Linked DNA regions of Mus musculus: region 2 is linked to region 1. The links are chromatin contacts, called in public promoter capture Hi-C maps. All regions are on one chromosome and are shown on one strand. Each heading gives the region's core, a stretch centred on a gene start, on an enhancer-like site or on the middle of the called end of the contact. The rest is flanking DNA. Distances are from core to core; before and after follow the strand shown.

Evidence for each region. Promoter capture Hi-C pulls out the DNA fragments that hold promoters and counts their contacts.
Region 2: a promoter capture Hi-C map of pre-B cells shows a contact between it and region 1. The contact joins the promoter of Ndufb7 here to the promoter of Il27ra in region 1. A contact is called at or near these places in 4 of 39 promoter capture datasets (embryonic stem cells, liver, neutrophils and 1 more) and 2 of 9 other capture datasets (adipose tissue and liver).

Annotation. Positions count from the first base shown.
Region 1 is chr8:84,040,681-84,044,304 of GRCm38.p6, reverse strand. It overlaps Il27ra (interleukin 27 receptor, alpha), which reads left to right and starts at 1,730. Exons shown (of 14, transcript NM_016671.3): 1 at 1,730-1,855; 2 at 2,101-2,218; 3 at 3,216-3,373; 4 at 3,474-3,624. The coding sequence starts at 1,771. It overlaps Rln3 (relaxin 3), which reads left to right. Exons shown (of 2, transcript NM_173184.1): 2 at 974-1,238. The coding sequence ends at 1,212.
Region 2 is chr8:83,564,984-83,568,304 of GRCm38.p6, reverse strand. It overlaps Ndufb7 (NADH:ubiquinone oxidoreductase subunit B7), which reads right to left and starts at 1,547. Exons shown (of 3, transcript NM_025843.3): 1 at 1,375-1,547. The coding sequence starts at 1,486.

The DNA.
Region 1 (3,624 bases), core at 481-2,980:
CTCCTGCAGAGACCATTCCTGGTGAAATGGTAGACCCAGTGGGTGAGACCTTGCAGAATTCTTTAACGGGGCAGACTGTTTAGTGTGGCTGGAGCAGCAGGAGGCCAATCAGGAGAGTGCAGCTCCTTAGAGGCGAGACAAAAGAGGCGACACAGTGGGCTTGGGAGACTGTGATTAGAATCCCAACACTCTGGGAAGCTGAGGCAGGATGGTCATGAACTCAAGGACAGCCTAAGACCCTGTCTCAAAAAAAAAAAAATCGCAAAACCAAAAAACGGAGTGGAGGAGGAGGAAGAAGATGATGATGAAAGAGAGATGTGTGGGTGGTGAATGATGGACAGACAGATGGATGCATGCGCAGGTTAGGAGTGTGCCTGCCTCAAAACAGTAGCTCTATGGCTAAATGGCTGTGTCCTCACACAAGCCTGATGAGGAGCCAGGGTCCCAATTAGTGAATAGTAAGTAGGTGGCAACAGCAGCAAACTCAGTAGCTGTCACTGAGAGGCTGGAAGAAGTGAATTCGGTAAAGCAAACAAGACGGTCAATAAATGATCAGTGTTCACTTGAGTGCTCCTCATGTATCCCATAGTATTGTGCTTTTGCGGGCATCCAGTCTGATACTCCTGACAAAGCCAAAAAAAAAAAAAGTAGAAGTTATTATTATCTCCCCTCCCCCTCCCCTGCTTTGTGGAAAAGAAAACTGAGCCTAGGAGGGAGACGGAAGTAATGTCATTTACTATTCTGATTTAGGGAGCCTAGCTCCCAAATGCATATTTTCATCTACGCCGTCCACATTAAATAAAGAATCGCATGAACTCAGTGACAGGAAAGTCCAGCTTAGCACTGAAACTGACAACAGAGCCAGCATTTGAACCCTCGAGGGGATGAAATCAAACTCAGAACCGCAACCTTGATCCTCCAGACTGGAGATGTAAGTGGGCTAAGCCCTGATTCTTCCTCTTTGCTTTTGCAGGGGACTTCTTCGCTGATGGAGAAGCCAATACAGACCACCTGGCCAGCGAGCTGGATGAAGCGGTGGGCTCCAGCGAGTGGCTGGCCCTAACCAAATCCCCCCAGGCTTTCTACGGTGGTCGAGCCAGCTGGCAAGGGTCACCTGGAGTGGTTCGGGGCAGCAGAGATGTGTTGGCTGGCCTTTCCAGCAGTTGCTGCGAGTGGGGCTGTAGCAAGAGCCAAATTAGCAGCTTGTGCTAGGATCAGGGTTGAGCAATGGAGAAGCGGGCCGTGCCTGCAAGCTGCTGTCAGCTGTGCGATGTTCAAGAGCATTCCTACAGGCGAGGCACCAAGGGGTCCACTGTCTCCTTACAGACCCTCTGCCAAGATGCATACACTACTTGCCAACCTTTCCCCACCTTGCTGCCGGCCCCTCCTCTATCCAGCCAAACAGAAACTTGTTTTTCATGGCTGAGTTCTTCCGTGCCACAACCTCACCCCCAGCAGCCCAGCAGCAACCAGATGCCCATCTTCTTAAACTGGCTACACTAGAGTCTGCCCCACCTCCACCCTCAGTCCGGCCCTAATTGTCGCCACTGTCCCTGGCTAACCTCCCCCCCACCCCAAAACAGAGCCCCTGGTCCTCAGTACTCAGACTTCCTCACCACATAAAATAAAGGTTCAGTTCTGAGCATTTGCACGCGTGCGTATCATTGCTGGGGGTGGGCGGATTTGGGGACTTCCCGCCAGGGGCGGGGTGGCTTCCTTCCCGCAGGCTGTAAGCCCCAAGCCTGGTGGTGTCACTTGTCCCTGGGAGCCATGAACCGGCTCCGGGTTGCACGCCTCACGCCGTTGGAGCTTCTGCTGTCGCTGATGTCGCTGCTGCTCGGGACGCGGCCCCACGGTGAGCAGCTTCGTGAGTGGCTGGCTCGGGGTCACAGTTGTAGGGCATCGGGAACTGGGCGACAACAGGATGTAGCAGGTCGGAAAGGGGCCCGGGACTCCCTCTGCGCCATCCCAGCACGTGCCAGGCCCTGCGCTCCGGTACTGCACTACCACTGTACCAGAGGATGGACGCATCCACAGTCCAGCAAGTTCAGGCCCCGGGGAACTTGACCACGGTCCTCTCGGCTCTCTGCGCCCCTGCAGGCAGTCCAGGTCCACTGCAGTGCTACAGCGTCGGTCCCCTGGGAATCCTGAACTGCTCCTGGGAACCTTTGGGCGACCTGGAGACTCCACCTGTGCTGTATCACCAGAGTCAGAAATAGTGAGTACCCTGGAGTGGTCTAGGGGAAACTGAGGACGGAAAGTGGTCACTCAGATTTCAAGCGAATTTTGTTAAGAGGATCACCGCCCGCCCCTCAGTCCGGCTACTGAGAATTCGGTCCACACTCTCACAACCCTCAGGCTAGCCCACTCATTCCCTTATGGCATAACTCAGGTCTGACCACTTTCCCTCTCTCAACCCCCACCCCCACCCCCACAGTAATGACGGCACAGGCCTGCCATGATTGATTCTGCCCATCAGCACGGTAGGCACATGGCAAAGAAAAACTGCTGAGCACTAGAAAGCAGGTTAATATCGTTGTTGTACGACATCGGGCAGGTAACTTGAATTTCTGAGTTCACTCTAAGCAGCATGGTGACACACACCTGCAAACACAGCTCTTGGAAGATGGAGGCAAGAAAATCAGGAGTTCAAGAGCGACCTCAGCTTCACAACAAGTTTGAGATCAGCGTGGGCTGTAAGAAACTGTCTCAAAAAAAAAAAAAAGTCAGTGTAGCGCTTGTAATCACAACAACAATAGCTGGTTCTGGTATGGTTTGGGGTTCAGGGTCCAGGGGAGAGTGTATCTGGAAACTTCATTTCAATTGCGCTAAGTAAAGGACAAAGAAAAAGCACCTTGGGAGGAGCCCCGGGGAACAGCATGTTTTCTGAGACAGGGTCTTACCCTGTGAAGCTGGCCTCTAACAATCCTGCTTTCGTCTCCTGTGTGCTGGGATGACAGCTGTGAACTGTCGGGTGTAAACTGTCAGTCACCCGGCCCACTGTTGAGTTCTTTCAGAAAGTAGGTGTACTGCATACATTTTAAAGAAGAACAGAGAGGTTAAGTCACTCTCCTCAGGTCACGGTGTTGACTTAAGAGCAAGGGATTCAGACCCCAAGCAGAGCAGGGTGAGGCATGAAGTTGGTGCAGGGCTGGAAGCTTAGCCTGGGGCTTAGGCTGTGCCAACGAGCATCTCTTCCCAATCTCTCCTCACAGCCATCCCAATAGAGTCTGGGAGGTGAAGGTGCCTTCCAAACAGAGTTGGGTGACCATTCCCCGGGAACAGTTCACCATGGCTGACAAACTCCTCATCTGGGGGACACAAAAGGGACGGCCTCTGTGGTCCTCTGTCTCTGTGAACCTGGAGACCCAAAGTAATGAAGCGTGGGCGGGGGTGGGGGGGGGCATAGTGCAGGGAGCGTGGGAGGGTGGCTGAAGGCCTGAGCTCAGTGCACTCTGGCCTCCCATTTGCAGTGAAGCCAGACACACCCCAGATCTTCTCTCAAGTGGATATTTCTGAGGAAGCAACCCTGGAGGCCACTGTGCAGTGGGCGCCGCCCGTGTGGCCACCGCAGAAAGTTCTCATCTGTCAGTTCCGGTACAAGGAATGCCAGGCTGAAACATG
Region 2 (3,321 bases), core at 298-2,797, 480 kb after region 1:
GAGAGTGCGCAGGGAAGTGGAGGTGAGCAAGGTAGAGGTGGGGAATGACAGGTGGAGCTGGGGCTGGCTGGGAGCCTTGAGAGGAGCCCTTCAGTAACGGGGATTTTTATACTTAGGTTTTGAGACAGGATTGCTATCCATCCCAGGAACTCATGATGTTCCTGTGGGGGTGTTTCAAAACCATGGACAGGAGCCTGATGAGAGGTTCGGGAGCAGGATCCTTTCATTGTAGAGGGTGGATGGAGGATATAAAGGGGTGTGTGTGTGTGTGTGGGGGGGGGTTCACCTGGAATGGGGACTCCGCCAGGCTAGGGACAAGTCATTTGGAAGGAGTTTGGAGATGCATGGGTGTGGGAGCAGGAGCTACTCTTGCTTTCTCACAAGAGCTTGCCTAAGATGAAGAGGCAGTGAAGAACTATAGAAGCAACAATGTAGGCTATAGCATCCCTGAGCACCACTGGGCCTATGAGCTCTGTGCTCCCGAGGCCAAAGGGAAAGGACTGTGAGTTAGAGACTAGTCTGACTCAAAAATAAGAAGGGGGTCTGGAGTGAGGAAGCAACTTGGAGACCAGGTCAGCAGGGCCAGCTGAGTTTTACCAGGGTTTTGGATTAGCCAAGCAAGAGAGGCGGCCAGGGAGTGCTGTATTTTCAAAATGACTATGGGCAAAGCAGGGTGTCAGGTGGGTAAATGTTCTGCAGATTCAGTACTGACGGAGCCATCTTCTAGTCGACACTACAACCTTTTGGTAAGGCAAGTCATTTGTGTCTTTCCCCTGCTTACAAGTGGGGCTCTGTCCCTCCCTGGTACCAGCTTCATCAATCTCATATACACCCCTTTTAGCCTGTGCTTCTACACTCTTAAATTTGCTTCCCAGATCTTTTTGGACACGCTGCTTTGTCCAGGGGGCTCCCTGAAGACAGCGCCAGTGGCTCTCTGCTACCCTGGGGCATCCCAAGTGCCAAACTAGGACTTTGTCCAGAGCTGTCACTCTGATTTTCCTATACAGGAAGAATGAGAACCTTGCGAGTACACACAGGCCTTGGGTTCCTCCCCCAGCACCATCACACTAGACAGGACAAGGAGCATGATCGCTCCAGCCCCCCAACCTTGTATTATTGTACGTAACCAAATGCTAGTGACAATGTATGGAGATGCAAAGAACATGTCCTAGGCTCCGCGCTGTGCCCAGGACGAAGTGCACCGGGGCAGTCTCATCTTCCCGTTCTCTGCTGTCTCGTCCCAGCCTTTTGCTTTAGCCATCCCCGCACAGCCTCCACACTCAAGGAGGTCGCCCTCCCGACTCGACCCGGCCCTCCGCAAGCAGGCAGCTGAGTTCCGCGGGATCTGCGGTCGCGCCTGCGCACTGAGCTCACCTCGCTCCTTGCGCTCCGGAAAGCCGAGGTCCGGCGGGAAGCTGGGTATCTTCTCGGGGTCAGGCTCCACCGAGGCATCCCACAGATAGCGCCGGGTCAGGTGCGCCCCCATGGCTACTCTGCCTTACCCTTCTTTAGTAGCCGGGGTCACCTCGCTCCCACCTGGAAGCACTGCCCCTTCAGTGTCTTCCGGGTCATCTAGGCTGCGGCGGGGGTCATAGAGATGAACGATGGAACGCTTCCTGGCTCGCTGACACCCCCTGGCGGTGTGGAGGAGACAGAGCGGGTGCGGCGAACGCCAGTTGGCTAGAAGGCCAGGCTGGCCAGGGAGTTGCAGGGAGGAGTGCGGGTGTGGAAGCGGGGAGGTGGCAGGGTCCCCTGTGCTCTGCCCAGTGCTAGGATTATAAATGTGTGCCACCAAGCCTGCTGTATACATGTGTATACATGGGTACTGTGGACACCCTGGACCGAACCATCTTCCGCGTTCCTCTTCCTCCTCCTCTTTTTTTTTTTTTTCTTAAATTAATTTTTTTTTCTGGTTTTAGGATAGACCCCCAGGCCTAGCATATGGTAGATAAGTGCTTTCCCACAGATATACACTACCATTTCCAACACTCGAACTTCCAAACACTTTCCCTAGGTTTGTCGGTGTGAGTGCACATACGTAGGTGTGCTTATGAGTGCATTTGGTGGTCAGAGGTCAATTTCTGGGGTCATTACTCTGTCTCTGTCCAACTTGTTTGAGACACTGTCTCCCACTGGCTTTGAACCCTTCAAGTAGGTGAGGCTGGCTGTCTAGAAGGCCCGAGAGATTTAACCGGGCACCCTGTCTGTGGTTCTGGAATTTCAAGCGTGTGCCCCCACACCAGGAGTTTTCTTACATGGGGTTTGGGGACTGAATTGAGTTCTTTATGTTGGTAAAGCAATCACAGTAATGACTGAGCCCTCCTTCCAGTCGTTGTTCTTCTAAAATGAATACTTTGTGATCCTGGTCTAGAACATGGTAAATGAAGGCTTTACCACTGAAGCCTGTCCGTAGTGCCCAATCCTGACCAGAGAGGGCGCAGCCAACCTGATGGTCTTAAAAGCTCTTGGTCTAGAGCTTCTGAAGGAACCACTCTCTTCCTTGCTCCTAAGTGTCTGTCAGGGTGTGTCCTCTCTTGGCTTGCTCTCTCCTCTCATCCAGGACAGCTTATTTGACTCAGACTAAGCACACCTCTCTGTTCAGAGCTCCCCAAGGCGGGCTGGTCTGTAAGCCCCAGGGATCCTCTTGTCTTTGTCTCCTCTGGGCTGCCATGCCCAGCGTCTGTTTTACATGGTATTTTAGTTAGGGTTTCCATTGCTGTGATGAAATACCACCAGAAGCCATTTGGGGAGGTAAGTGTTTTACTTCCCGGTCTGGAATGCAGTATGTCCTGACGGGAATGTCCTGATGGGAAGTCAGGACAGGAACACAGACCCTGGAGGCAGGAACTGACACAGTGGCCACCCAGGAGTGCTGCTTACTGGCATTCTCAGGCTGCTTTCTTTTCTTTGTATAGGGTTTCTCTGTATAGCCCTGGCTGTCTTGGAACTCACTTTGTAGACCAGGCTGGCCTCGAACTCAGAAATCCGCCTGCCTCTGCCTCCCAAGTGCTGGGATTAAAGGCATGCGCCACCACCGCCTGGCTCAGGCTGCTTTCTTTTAGTACCCATGGCCACCACCTCAGGGGTTACACCACATGTCAACCACTAAATAAAATGTACAAAAAAAAAAAGGAAAAAAAAAAAAGAGAAGAAAAGAAAAAGAAAGAAAGAAAATGTACTCCAGACTTGCCTTTGGCCAATCTGGTGGGGTGTTTTCTCAGCTGAGGCTCTCTCTTCCACAGTGACTCTAACCTATGTCAAGTTGACATAAAAAGCAGGTAGCACAGTGTGGCTTCTTGAGATCAAACATAGGTCTTTGCC